2 separate regions of the Sus scrofa genome follow, and region 1 is linked to region 2. A link is a contact called in public promoter capture Hi-C data. All regions are on one chromosome and are shown on one strand. The core of a region is the stretch at or near the end of the contact, and the rest is flanking DNA. Distances in the headings are between cores, read along the strand shown.

The links. Promoter capture Hi-C pulls out the DNA fragments that hold promoters and counts their contacts.
Region 1: a promoter capture Hi-C map of liver shows a contact between it and region 2, with 4 times the contacts expected there. The contact joins the promoter of FGF1 here to the promoter of GNPDA1 in region 2. A contact is called at or near these places in 2 of 5 promoter capture datasets (fetal skeletal muscle and liver) and 4 of 47 Hi-C or Micro-C datasets (heart right ventricle, mesenteric adipose tissue, skeletal muscle and 1 more).

The regions. Positions count from the first base shown.
Region 1 is chr2:144,239,460-144,242,766 of Sscrofa11.1, forward strand. It overlaps FGF1 (fibroblast growth factor 1), which reads right to left and starts at 1,886. Exons shown (of 6, transcript XR_002341962.1): 1 at 1,456-1,886.
Region 2 is chr2:143,614,628-143,617,869 of Sscrofa11.1, forward strand. It overlaps GNPDA1 (glucosamine-6-phosphate deaminase 1), which reads right to left and starts at 1,410. Exons shown (of 7, transcript NM_001244093.1): 1 at 1,365-1,410; 2 at 131-260. The coding sequence starts at 254. It overlaps LOC106509594 (a long non-coding RNA gene), which reads left to right. Exons shown (of 3, transcript XR_002341961.1): 2 at 739-822.

The DNA.
Region 1 (3,307 bases), core at 636-3,135, 630 kb after region 2:
AGGCCATGGGGTCTGCCAGGCACCTGTTCAGTAGACAGTCACGTGCCCTATGAGACTTTCTGTCACTAAGACATTTTTGTGGACGGAAAGAGGGAGGAAGGAGGAGGAGTTATGTTGGAGGAGTTTTGGCTCTTCATCCAGACAGCCCACCAAAAACGCAGCAGAAAATGGTAAGCAGGGACCTCGGCAGTCCTGCAGCCAGCCCCCTCGATTGTCTTTGGGGACCCCCGCCCGTCATCACTCTCAGGGCATGTGCTTTGGGGTGGAGATGACCAGACCCCATGGCAGGGCTGGGTGCAGTACCCACACTGGCTCTGTGAAACGTGACCCTGAGAGTCTAGCTAGAACTGCAGGGAAGGGGAGCACCGTTCTTGAAGGGGGGCTGTGCCCCCAGGGTGCAGCCTGGAGCGGCTGGCCGCCACCCTGCCCCCAGGATAGGTGAGCCTCCCGGGGAACAGAATGACGCAGGGACACAGAGCCAACAAATGCAGAGAGACAGATTCAGGGTGCCATTGCCTAGGCACCTGGACCCCACCTTCCCAAACCCCTGGCCTTGCCAGTTGCCTAAGTCTCTTCCAACTGGATTTCAGTCCATTGTCCCTAAAAGAATCTTGACATAGTCAAGGAGGTACCTTGTTCCTACCAACATTTTATTGGTTTACCCTCAGCATAGCTATTTGTGGTCCCTAGTGAGGGGCGGTGCGTGTCTCGGAAAAACAGTGCATGTGCCCAAGTGATGGAGACTTTAGCCCGTATCCCAGAAGCGGTGCAGGCACCTGTCCCAGGCTTGGGAGGCAGAGACTAGAGAAGGAAGAAACCATGGCTCCACAAAATTTCTCCCTTCTTCTTTGTCCCTGGGCTCTGCTTTCAGAGCAGTTCTTCCCAAACCCTTGATGTATTCCTTCTTGTTCACAACCAAAGAAATGAATTCTTGGATCTGTTAAGAATATTTTGCAGGGTTCCAAGACATCAGGAAGAGATAGGGTAAGAGGCGGGGGAGGAAGCTCTGCAGACCACATTTGCATTTTCTCCTTTTTGCCCAATGACAAGGGTTCAGCTGGCATCCTTTTGTTTATTTCCTATTTGAGGCAGAGCTTTTCAAAGCTAGACATTAACGTGACTGTAATGGAATCTGTCTAATGGTTCTTCGGAGAAATGTCTTCTTGGATCTCAGCAAAGATAATTCACTTGGTAGGAACCCCTTCCTGCTTCCCTGCTAAGCATTAGACTCACCCAGTTCTTTCTGGAAGCAGGCTGGCCTCCGAGTGAGAGAGGAGAGTGCAGGAATGTTTTACCCCAGCATCCATCACATAGACTCACCCCCGCCACGGACTCAGATCAGGGAGGAGAAGAGGGAGAAGGGGCGTGTGGAGAGCATGCATGCTGAGCATAAGCCTGAAGCCAGGCAGAACGTCCACCGCAATCTGAGCCCCCTGGAGAAACAGGCGCACTCACCTTGGAGCTTTGGCTCTGGGGCGCTTTCTCTCTGGGGCGACGGCAGCTGCGACAGCCTACAAGGTCCACACTGTCCTAGCAGGTCCACTGCAGGCCAGCTGGGCTGCGGCAGGAGGAAGGGATTTCCCATCCTCCATCAGCAGGGAGTGTCCTTCACCAAAGGAGGCGATGCCCTTTTTCCCTGGAGTGCGGGCGGCTGGGTCTGCGGTCCTCTCTCTCCCGCTCCCTCACTGCTGTGACTGGGGCTCGAGGGGGCCCCAGAGAAGGGGCTGCCTGCAGACGGCAGCCCACGCCCGCCCTGATCCAGGTCGTTGGTTCCCCAGCCTTGGGGAGCCCCGAGAGGGAGGCAGGGGAGTGTATGGTGAGGCCACGCTCCCAGGGCCCTGACCAGGGTGGCTGGGGCACTCACAGAAAGTCCAAGGGCAAGTCCTTGTGCATTTATTTCTCCCCCCTCTCATGTGATTTTATTTTTGGACCAAACACAGAAGCTATTTGGGGGCTGGATAGATGCCAGATGAAAGGACAGATGTCCCATCCAAGCTGTCTCCGAGCCACTTTTGGAACCGGCCCGGTTACCTTTCCCTGTGCAAGGCGGAAGGGCAGCCAGAGGGTCTTTCTCCCCAGGTCACTTTTAGTATATCCGAGCAGCTAGTTCAGATTCCTAACTTTATTTCCACCAGCTCATCCCCACCCTTTGAGGATTCAGGAAGGATATGTGTCATGAGCAAAGTCACTGCTTTGTACTGCATTCCTACCGTCAACACACTTCTGGCTGCAGACATAAGAGCCCCTCTTAGCAACCTCGGGCGGGGGGTGTGAGCATGTGACGAGTCAGGCTCGAACCCTGAATCACAGAGATGCTGGCTGTTTCCCCTGGCTGTTTCTGCTTTTAACTCCTAAGCTTGTAAAACTTTAAATATTTAAGGAACTTGGATTTTCACCTCTGATCCTTCCTCTCCAGACCTGCCTGGGAAGCTGGGAAGCCCTCCTGCCTGACAAAATGCCACCTGCCCATCCTCCTCTTCGCGCCATCAGCATGGTTGTTTCTAGAGCCCTGACAGCTCTGCCAGAGGGGCAGAGGCCAGGGAGGGTGAGCTCGCAGAGCGGCAGCTTGCTGCCACTTTGCTCCCTGTCTCCTGAAGCTATAAATTATTGAGACTTCACTGTTGTTTTCATTTCTTTAAGAAGAAAAACAAAAACGTCCATGGTTGATTCATACCCATGACGTCACTCTTCAATTTCTTCCCCCAAACACAGTTTCTTGAAGGGGAAAAAGAATAAGGGTTTTCATCTGTGTCCAGTCCCAGGCCCTGATTCTTGGTACAGGATGGAGAGTCTCTGGCCTCCAGTCTCCATGAAGCCAGTTTCCTATGAATAATTCACTGTGCAAACACACACACCAGAGAAGACTGGGCTGGGCCGCCCAGGCTGGGCTCGCCACTGCCTCCAGGGGAAATTGCCCTTTCTGTCTACTGCCCTGGGGAGGAGCCAGGGAGATGGAGCCTAACAGCTTGTCCAACACTGCCCTCTGCTGGCCACTAGCATGATTCGCCCCAGGATGGTGGTTTTCAAGACTTTCCAATGGGCACCCGGGGTGGGGGGGGTTATTTTTAGAGAACCACTTTCCAGGTTCCCCGTTTCTTTAGGTACTTTTTCATAAAACTGGCTTGCCTGAGAACATGCCTGTGTTCCTAATAATCCTTCCCCTACTGGAAAGCATCCCCCTCACTCTTCACAAACCTAAGGAACCTTTGCCTCAAATATAGAAACCTCTAAGTTCACATTCTCAAACTGGAAGCTTCCTTTAATAATTGAATTCAGCTTCCCTCAATAACTAAGGCAGTTTTTATTT
Region 2 (3,242 bases), core at 160-2,659:
CAAGTTGATCACTCGTAGGGCCAGCGCCTCAGAGCCCTCCTTAAAGACCTCTGGTTGACGAAGCCTACTTATCTGGCCCCTGAAAAGCCCCTGATGCCCACGCCCACCCCTTCCCCATCCAGTAACGCACCGGTGGGGAGCCCCAGCGTGAAGTACTTGTCTGGCCCTGGGTTAAACTGGATGATGCGGTTCCTGATGTATTTGGCCGCCCACTCACTGGCCTGGGAGTAGTGGTCCAGGATGATGAGCTTCATCTTGTTCTGCAGAGGCAGGTGGCAAAAGATAAGGGGCAGGGAGAAGGGGGTGGAGGTGGTTAGGTGGAGGGGAGAAGGTCCTGGCACCCAGCAGCGCCCTCTCTCCACGCGGTCCGAGCCAGGAAGAGGAAGACGCTTTCAGTTCAGGAGCATTAACAGGCTGGGCCAAATGCCTCCACCACCCACTCCGAGGTGCTGCTTTGAGAGGGCTGCACCCTCAGCACATGGAGGTTCCCAGGCTAGGGGTCTAACTGGAACTATAGTAGCCGCCGGCCTAAACCACAGCCACAGCAACAAGGGATCCAAGCCATGTCTGCGACCTACACCACAGTTCGGGGCAACGGCGGATCCTTAACCCACTGAGCGAGGCCAGAGATCGAACCCGCAACCTCATGGTTCCTTGTTGGATTCATTAACCACTGAGCCACAACAGGAACTCCAAGACCTGGTTTCCAATCTCTGTTCTTCCATTTATCAACTGCAGGACCTTGGTTAAAGGAGCAAAATTCTCTGAGCCCGTTTTCGAAATCTTACTGAAAAGAGCACCTACCTGACAAATTTCACGATAGTGAGTATTAGATGAGAAATTGCATGTAAACCACATAATATGTTGACAATTATCTTGTGGCTCGACCCAGGCCCCCTTCCCCGCCCCTCGACAGCCACCTGGCTGGATACTCTACCCGTGGACTCTTCCTCGATAAACAGAAGGGCCACGGGGTCACCCTGGATCACTCGGGCAGGTGGGGGCCCGGAGAGGGGTGCTCTTAGTACCACAGAGGGGTGTTCCCCCTGGCCTGCTTCGCTTTGCGGATCCCCAGTTCCCCCCAAAGAGCACAGGCTAAAGGTAATGGCTCAGGAAGGAGGGCGTTCGTTCCCCGCTGCCTGCGGTCAAATGAGAGTGGGAAGGCCCGCGGGGAGGTGGCCAGATCGGCGGGGTACAGGGGTATTCCCCCCCCCCCCCGCTGGCGAGCCCATTGCCCCCACCCCCCGGGGAAGGGGTCTGCGCGGATCGCTGGGGGTCCCGGCGCCAGGGCGCCAGAGGCTGGGGCAGTGCCTGGCCCCCCCCGCCCGCGGGGAGGGTCCCCGCGGACCCGGCTCCCCACTTACGCGGACGCCTCCCGCGGCGGCTGCGGCGACACGGCGCTGGCGGCCCCGCCCCGCGCAGGTCACGTGGCTGCAGGTCACGCGATGCCGCGCCCGCCCGCGGGCCGAGTCTGGGCCCGCGGTTCCCAGGAGGCCTGTGCCCGGCGGGCCGGGGGCCCTCCTCCCCGGCTCGGCTCAGGGGCCAGGGCCCAGGCAGAGCCTGGGGGGCGGGCCTTGGAGACTGCTTTGGGGGAGGACGGAGACTTGGGGGCCCCGGGTACCCCCGGGAGTGCAGCCCCGCAGGACCGGGGGCTGGGGCCGGGGTTTTAGGGCTGGGGCGGGGCGGGGCGGGGAAGGGGAGCAGATTGCTTCCTTTAGAGTTGGGCTTGGCTCTGCCTTCAGTTTATTTATTTATTTTTAGATGTCATTTATTTATCCAGATGTTACTGCTTTTTCGTTTTAAGTATAATTGGATTTTTTTCTGCTTTTTTTTAAAAAAATCAATCTTTGCAGCAGTATTACCTGGAGAATAAGGTAGCCCCTGGTCTCCTGCACTCCCCACTGCAAAATAATCATTGCTAAGGGTTGAGGCTACATCCTCAGCGGTTTTACATGAGTATCTTTGCATTGTATTTTACAGAAATGAGAACACACTATGTGTGCTGGTCGCAGTCAGCTGGCGGCCACATCCTGCAGGTCTGGTGGGTCGGCTCACCCCTCTTCCTGGGCCCCTTTGTGGCTCCAGACCAGCCTGAGAGAGTGGGCTTTGTCTGGTGAGACCATTACTTTTACAGTTCGAGGGACTCATTCTTTGGCCTCAGGTGTTGGTGGGGTGTGTGTGTGTGTGTAATTCAGTCAGAAATCTCATCTCAGCCTGAGGATTGCAGATTTTTGCAGTGACTCATTCTTTGGCCTCAGGTGTTGGTGGTGGGGTGGGTGGGTGTGTGTGTTTAGTTCAGTCAGAAATCTCATCTCAGCCTGGGGATTGCAGATTTTTGCAGTGAGGTTCCCACCCCTGACGCTTCAGATAGCACAGGTTGGGTCTGCAGCAGTTGGAGTCTTTCCAGAAAGTGACTTCATGTGACCTCAATTGGGCCTGGTTCCCAGTTACCCTTTCTGTAGGGAACCAATGCAGATGTCCGTTAAGCCTGGAGGCTCTGGGGTCAGCTTGGGGACTAAGAAAAACACCTGGGTTTGAATTCTGGTCTAGCCAGTATCCACTTCTCCAGTGAATGACTCAAGCAAAGGATTCACTTGCTCCAGCTCTCAATTTTCTTGTCTTGGAAATTAAGTACAAATTAAGTAATACTGACCTCCTGTGGCTATTGTGAGTATTAAATGAAACACTTCCATATCTGTGGTTCAGAATGCATACATTCAGCCAACCTTGGATGGAAAGTTTTTTCCAAATACTTTCCAAAGTTCCAAAAAAGCAAAGCTTGAATTTTCTGTGAGCCTGGCAACTGTTTACATAGCATTTACATTGAATTAGGTATTATAAGAAATCTAGGCGTTCCCGGTCGTGGCTCAGTGGTTAACGAATCCGACTAGGAACCATGAGGTTGTGAGTTCGATCCCTGGCCTCGCTCAGTGAGCTGTGGTGTAGGTTGCAGGTGCGGCTCGGATCCCGCGTTGCTGTGGCTCTGGTGTAGGCCGGTGGCTACAGCTCCGATTGGACCCCTAGCCTGGGAACCTCCATATGCCACGGGTGTGGCCCTAGAAAAGATAAAAAATAAATAAATAAATCTAGAGGTTATTTAACGTATTTGTCATCGTGGCTCAGTGGTTAATGAATCTGACTAGCATCCATGAAGATACGGGTTTGATCCTTGGCCTCACTCAGTGGGTTAAGGATCCGGTGTTGCCCTGAGCTGTGGTGTAGGTCACAAACTCGGCTTGGAT